Regions from separate parts of the Arachis hypogaea genome. Here region 2 is linked to region 1. The links are chromatin contacts, called in public Hi-C maps. All regions are on one chromosome and are shown on one strand. Each heading gives the region's core, a stretch centred on a gene start, on an enhancer-like site or on the middle of the called end of the contact. The rest is flanking DNA. Distances are from core to core; before and after follow the strand shown. Region 1 holds the start of LOC112697032 (protein FLOWERING LOCUS T). Region 2 has its middle 29 kb from the start of LOC112805774.

The links. Hi-C and Micro-C count contacts between places; a contact is called where the count stands out from the background.
Region 2: a Hi-C map of leaf shows a contact between it and region 1, with 2.9 times the contacts expected there. The contact joins the enhancer-like site here to the promoter of LOC112697032 in region 1. A contact is called at or near these places in 2 of 8 Hi-C or Micro-C datasets (leaf and an unstated tissue).

What each region holds. Positions count from the first base shown.
Region 1 is chr6:95,992,183-95,995,997 of arahy.Tifrunner.gnm2.J5K5, reverse strand. It overlaps LOC112697032 (protein FLOWERING LOCUS T), which reads left to right and starts at 2,026. Exons shown (of 4, transcript XM_025750013.2): 1 at 2,026-2,335; 2 at 2,749-2,810. The coding sequence starts at 2,129.
Region 2 is chr6:96,210,183-96,213,997 of arahy.Tifrunner.gnm2.J5K5, reverse strand. No RefSeq gene overlaps it. Among protein-coding and RNA genes, the nearest start is that of LOC112805774, 29 kb to the right of the region's middle. Within about 2 kb of position 1,862, at least 2 of the 3 cell types and tissues checked have open chromatin away from gene starts, as enhancers often do.

The DNA.
Region 1 (3,815 bases), core at 777-3,276:
TGATAATTTCGTTATCTTTTGAAATAATTATCAAAGACCGTTTAAAATTTTTTCTCTAAAATTATATAATTTATCGGCGATTTATTTTTTTCGTAAAATCACTAAAAGTTGTTTATATATACTAAATAATTTTGAGGAATACTCATCTCGATCCCAAACAAATTTTTCGAAAGACCACGGCATCGTCATAAAAAAAAATTCTTTTCGACTCTTCATCTTTATTTTTATGGGATTGATAGCCCCTCTGACTCCGTTAATGATATCTCTCTTAAGTTAACAAAATGTGCTTACATGGCACGTTTATTAGCTGATCTATTCGTTAAGTGTCATCTAAAATTGATTAGTTTTTTTTTATTATTAAGGACTTCATTATCTTTTGGAGTAATTGTCGACTACTATTTAAGATTTTTTCTCTATTTTTTTTAAATTTTTCATATAAATCGGCTGAATTTATTGTGTAAGAATTAAAAAAAAATTGATTTAATTTTTTTTACTTATAGAATTTAAATAGAATATGCACGTCTTCTAATAATAACGAGTATATATAAATTATGGTAGTTAAGTTAAATTTAGTACACCTAAAATTTAACATAATCCTAAAAATATAATATCTTAATAATTTTTTAAAATAACAATAAAAAAATTTTAAAAATATATCATTTATTAAATTTCTATAAATTAAAAAAAGTTAAAAATTACTAGTATTTTTTAATTCTTACATAATAAATTTAACCAATATATATGAAAAAGATAATAAAAAAAATAAAAAAATTAAATAATCCTTACCTCTAAAAGACAATGATGTCTCCAATAAATTAAAAAATATCTGTTAATCCTAATTGATACTTAATAAATGAATTAATAATTTAATGTATTACGTAGGTATATTTTATTAATAAAAAAATATTAACAGAAAAACTAACCAAAATTTCACAAAAAGATAAAGATCAAACATCAAAAATTTTTTTATTGAGATTTCATTATCTTTTGAGTAATTATCAAGAATTATTTAGATTTTTTTTATAATATTATTATGTTAGAAATAATCATATTTATTTTTCGTAAAATAATTTAAGTGAATATAGTAATATAATATGTATACTAGGTTCCTTCAACGATCGGCCTTAGAGTCGTAGCCGGTCCAAAAACATCTTTTCTAAGACACTTTGACTAATACAAGATATAATCTGAATTATATTTATGTAAAATCTTGCATAAATCTATCTAGATTCTTTTCTAAAGTATGTAACGGATTTTAATCTTCATATACATTTTAGATATTACTTACTTGATCGGTGAGTCTTTTGCAACTACATCCTACCACCGTGGAAATACCAAGGAGATCTGATGCAAACTTATATCTTAAATATATAATATTAAGTAGAGGAACGATAGATAGAAGAATATTAGAATTTATTATTTTTGTTATAATGTACGTTATTAGATTACTAAATAAAAAAAATTAAATTAATAATTAAATAAGAGTCAAAATAATAAATTCTAGTAATTTCTTCGTAATTTTCTATTAAGTATGACATTATTTTAAAAACGGATCGAAGTATCGAACTGATAGTTTAAAATTTAAAAAATTATATATTTTATAAATAAATATATTATTTTATTATATCTTATTAGTTGAATCTTTGAACCAAATCACTTCTAATACTGTAGGTTCGATAAATAACCGATTCGGTTTTCAATCGTTGTTATCGAGTACCTAATTGATGTGGAGAAAAGTAAACAGTAGTATAGTACATCGAAAATTCTTATTCCAATATGAAACAATGCTCCGAAAGCTAATACGAATAAAGCTAAATCTTTAAAAACATCTAACAACAAACTAAAAGCTAATTATAATGCTAAATCTGAAATAGATAGTCTTACTATTACCAAAGAATCCATGTTAATGGCAACAACACTAAAGGTGAAGTTGTAGCTTTATTTTATGGGACAGAAGCAAATAAAAAGTAGATGCGTGCCAAGGGAGAAACATCTATATATAGAGGCATATATGCATTCACAAATGCATAGAACTACCAAAGAAAGGTAGAGAAGCTACTTACTCATAGTTTTGTTTACATTAGTAATTAGCATCATTGCAAATAAGAAACAAAATCAAAATACAAGAATGGCATCATCAAGGGATTACGGAGACCCTCTTCTTGTTGGTGGTATAATTGGGGATGTTCTGAACCCTTTTACGAGCACAGTTTCTCTTAAGGTTCTCATTAACAACAGAGAGATTAACAATGGCTGTGAACTGAGGCCCTCTCATGTTGTTAACCGCCCTAGGATTACTATTGGTGGTGAAGACCTCAGGACCTTCTACACACTGGTAATTAGTATATTCATTAAGAATATTCTAGGGATGTTTGATTCCTAATCATTTTTATCTAAATTGAAAATCCATCCAAATCACATACCGTCATTTGGATTTGAATTGAATCTCACTCCTAACAAGTTATAAAACATTGGATCTGAATTAGATTATTTATACTTTGTCACTTACATAACATTTTATAAATTTGAAATAGATTTTTATTTAGTTATTTATTTTATCAATTTAAGTTCTTTTATTTTAATTCTCAAAACTTGAAAATTTTCTTTTTAAATCAATGAAACTCAAACTATAACTATTTGAATAAGAGATTGAATTGTATTAAATATAGTATAATTGGTCTATAACGCTAATTAGGTTCGGTTGCATGCTATATGAAACCGACTTATGTGTACTTTGGATATTATTAGGTTATGGTGGATGCTGATGCACCTAGCCCTAGTAACCCTTTCTTGAGGGAATACTTGCACTGGTGAGTTCTCTGGCTCTTTTTTAATTGTTACTCTTAATTTTTTTAACTACCTTCAATGAAAGGCAAGAATGAACAAATACATGTGTGAGTTCTATATTTTTACGTCATAAAACTTCGACGTAAATTATCTTTCTTAAAACACAATGGACCTAGAAATTGTTGTTCCTTTTTATCTTGATCTTGAAGTTATTAGAGTTGTTGGGCTGTTATTGGGCTTAAGAATGGTCCATTATGCCACTCACTCACTCACTGCTCGCTGAAATAGAGGTTTACTTTTTACTCAACCTCGGAAAACACACACAGTTGGAATTTTCCGTGTTCATCCCTCTTTGAAACCCTAACTTTCTCTCACATGGCATCCTTAGCACAGATCTGATGCATGGATGCCTCAGATAATCAAGCGATTATCTTCACTAATTCTTCCCAAATCCTAAACCCTAAAACCTCACCAAATATTTCCCAGTTCCGATCTGAACAAAATTACTATTCATGGCAACAACTCGCCATCTCCAGGATAATGCTCTCATGACCTGATCTCCCTCTTCCATGGATTCTGCAGTTTTTTCTTCCAGAATCACTTTTCTCTCTTCATCCCCTTCGAACCTTAACCTTCAAACTCTCACAGTTCTAGAATATGGTACATTCTTACAACTTCGTTGCATTTATTAAAGTATTTCGTTAAATTTTTTATTTTAATTATAAAAATATTTTCTATTCGAATACAGCGCATAAAGGTTCATGTAGCCTACGTGCAAAAATTAAATTACATTTGGCAAGTTAAACTCGCATTATCATTTAAATTTAGAGAAAATTATATTTTTCTAAATATACCTAAATAATACACACTCTCCTCTACAAAAGCAACTCTCTGCTGTTTGCTGTTTTCCTCTTAAAATTAAAATAAGTTCATCTTTAAAGTGATTTATAGAGATTTTCTTTATCAGTGTATATATATATTCATTATTATAATTTGTATTAATGAAGTTTTATGTAGATATATCTTAA
Region 2 (3,815 bases), core at 613-3,112, 220 kb before region 1:
CGATTGAAAACAGTTTTATTTAAAATATCTTCTTATGACAATTCTTAAAAACCCTCTACTGAGAACCAGCGAGGACGATGTTCTCACTCCCTACAAACTTCGATCTCTTTTCACAACATATAAAAGTTGGTGCACAACACACAAATTTTAGTATATAGCGACAAAACTTTTTCAAGGACCACATGCCCAAAATATTTACACCCAATAAAATACGCACAACACATAAAATTTGATTTACAACACAAAAATCTTGTTATATAGCGTAGAATTTTTTATACGCAACACAGAAATTTTTGGAGGACTACATACTTAGAATATTGATTCATCCAATTAACAAAATACATTGGCAACAAAATTTGTTCTATGTGCAAAAATTTATATGCTATGTGCAAAAATATGGGTGCTATACGTAAAATTTATGTGTTATATGAATAAATTTGTATTATGTATAAAATTTTGTATTATGTTTCGAAAATTTATGTGCTATATAAATAAATTTTTGTGCTTTCTAACAAAAATTTATGTGCGGCAAAAAATGAAATAAAAAGGTAATGATATATGCAGCATTTTTTGTAACGTAAAATCATTTTTCTTTTTACTGATCAAACAAAATCAACTCATGTTCCGCTAAATTCATCTAGAGTCGGACAACTATGTAGTGCAATTTAATCCTCTACATTTGATTGTCTTATTACTAACATAACAACTAGGATGAAGAATATTCTTGTCCTTTTGGTGGCCTACATACAAATAAATCTTCAAGTGCATAATTATTGCCATCGCATATAAAGCTTATTACATGATAAGATTGGGTTCCAACAATTCCAACAAAGGGAGGGCTATGATAACTATTGGAGCCATAATAAGCATTTTCTTCTACTTAAATATAAAATATAATTCATATTTAAGTAGGAAAAAGAAACTTATTTTACGAATGTACAAATTATTAGTTCTTTTTAGAAAATGATTAACGTGTTTTTCTTGTCTTATACCCTAATATATACATCTTTTTTTTTCTTCCCATGAGTTATATGTAGCCACTTTCTAGCAAATTATACATAGATGCCTAAATAATTTTTTTTTTTTTTATCGATGAATTGGACAACTCCCAATTCTAAGTTACATATTCACACATACTAACCTAGCCACTGTGGCTTTGGATTGAGGCAAACACTTTTGCCACTGAACCACGTGCCTCAGCCACACCTAAATAAGTCTTGAAGTGCGTTTAACGTGTAAATAAAATGTCTCAAAAGTTAGCAAATGAGCTTTATAATAAGTCGAAAGCCCAATAGAAATAGGTATGACAGACCCAGTGTTCATTGGACCTAAGATTCGGATTTTCCAAAATATATTTGCTCTATTATAATATCATAATGCACAATAATTCATAGATTATTCTACTAGCATAGGGGTAGCTTAGCTTTTGGGCACTAACAAGCCCCAAGTTCAACAAGGGTTTGAAGATTATAAAGGTATGTTTAAAGATCATATAGTATTTCTACCAAAAAAAAATATCATATAGTATTCAATGTTATTGTTATTTCTTTTGTTTTTTTTTTTTAGTTTGTTCCTTCTCTTTTTTACCTTTTTTCCTTTTTTCCCCCTTAATTTTTACTCCTATAAAACTATTTTTTTGTAGAAATATCTATTTTGACAAAACACTTATATATTAACTGTTCTTTTAGATAAAAGGAAACATTAATCACGATTACTCGTTATCACTAATTTTTTACTATATATTTCTCCTTTTGTTTGGTATTATTGACTATAATTTTTCAATCCCCCTCCCCCTTCCCACCACATTCTCTAGCAGATTTATGAATCTGCCTTTTTTTTGGTATTTATGAATCTGCCTATGTTAGGCCTTGACCCAAATCTTTAGTGTACATTTTTTCTAGGCCCAACCCAATAGGCTTTTCACGTATATATATGCACCAACCAAATATCCATTTTTAAATCTTTAGCCTTTTTTTGGTCAAACTCAGAATTTGTTTGGATAAATTTCTTATAAAAAAAGTCTTTTTGAATTATTTTTTAAAAAAATTTAATAAAAAATAAAAATAATTTTATGTTTAGATATTTTATATAAAAAAATATTTTTATTTATCAATTATATTTACGTATAATAATATAAAAGTATTATTTATTTATTTATTTATTATATAAAAAATATTTTTTTAAAAAAATATTTTAAAAAATTATAAATTTTAGTTTTTTAAAAATATATTTTATATTTTTTTAATATTTTTATTTTTACTATTAAAAATTTATCAAATAAACTAAAAATCAAAAGAAAAAAGAAAAAAAATCAAAAGAAAATGAATCAATTTTGTTACCACATGATTTCATCGACAAATTGTTAACATTTCCTATAGTTAAAACCTATGTCAATGCATATTCTATCTTATTGTTAAGGTTCATATAACTTATATAAACCCTAACAATAAATGGTAGCATATTTATTTTCCTTTCATGGTGTAGATTTTAATGATATAGCAAATTAAATTATAGCCATCTTTCAAGCATCATTATTGCATAGTAAAATAACCATAAATTAAACAACAAAAATTTTCTCATTTTCCCCATGGTAATACTAAGTTTTAAATGAGATCTAGTCACAAAAAAAAAAGTTTTAAATGAGATCCTGTAAATAATGTTTTGGTTTAATTTATTAATTACAAAATCTTTTAACGCATTAATTGTGTGCAACTATTTTTTCTTGGGATAAATTAGTTGCAATATTTAAAAACTTGTAGATTTCACCTAATTTGAGCCCCATATATATATTCCAATCAAAATTTAAATGAAATAATATATATTTTTATCACTAAATTTATACGAATGAGTTAATCTGATTTTCAAATTTTTAAAATAATTAATTAAATTCTCCACATTCAGAAATATAGAAGTCTTATCTTCCATTTAATATTTATTATTGTAGTGGTTATAATACCAAAATAGAATTGACCGTTCATACCAATATTCTATTAAGGCTTGGTTTAGTAAAATTTTTTTAAAGAAATTTGTATTTTTCAAAAATATAAGGACCTTATTTTATATTTGATAAATTAAAAAAATTTTATATTTATGTTTGTAACATTTAAAAGTTAAGTTGCTTTTAAAAATCCTTAAAAAAATTTATAAAAAGACAATTTATCTATATAAAAAAAAAAGGAAGAAAAATTTACTCAAATACAACAGTACAAATTTAGTTATTTATATGTCCTGAAATATAGTTTATGAAAGAATCATCATATAAGGAAACCGTGTGACCCTACACAGATTATAGAAATCACAATGAAGACATAAACCGTACTATCTAACCATGGTTTATGAAAAAGGTCAAAGGATGTTTGGGCATAAACCGTGTATCCTCCTACGGTTTATGGACACCTATATATATATAGGTAATTTGCGGAACCTTTGGGGTATTTTATTGTTGGGGTTTTAGGGTATTTGGGGTGTATTTGGAAAACACGCTGAAAGGGAAGAAACACATTTAGACTTTTTGAAAGTTTCAATTTTTTGTTTGGCAAATTTTTTTTTCATAAACGCAAAAGTGATTTTGCTACCAAAACCACGCCTACAAGAAGTAACTATTTTTACCTTTTGCATTTTCTTAATGGACTTTTAGCTATGGATACTAACTATTTATTTACCTTTTACCAACTTTATCCTTTATGTATATTATTGTATTATTTATAAAATTCTCGTTATTTCTATTTATTTATATGAGCTTTTTTTTCTATTTTTTATTTTTTTATTTTTTTTCAACTGTTTATTTGACATTATACACTTTTATAATTGTGATT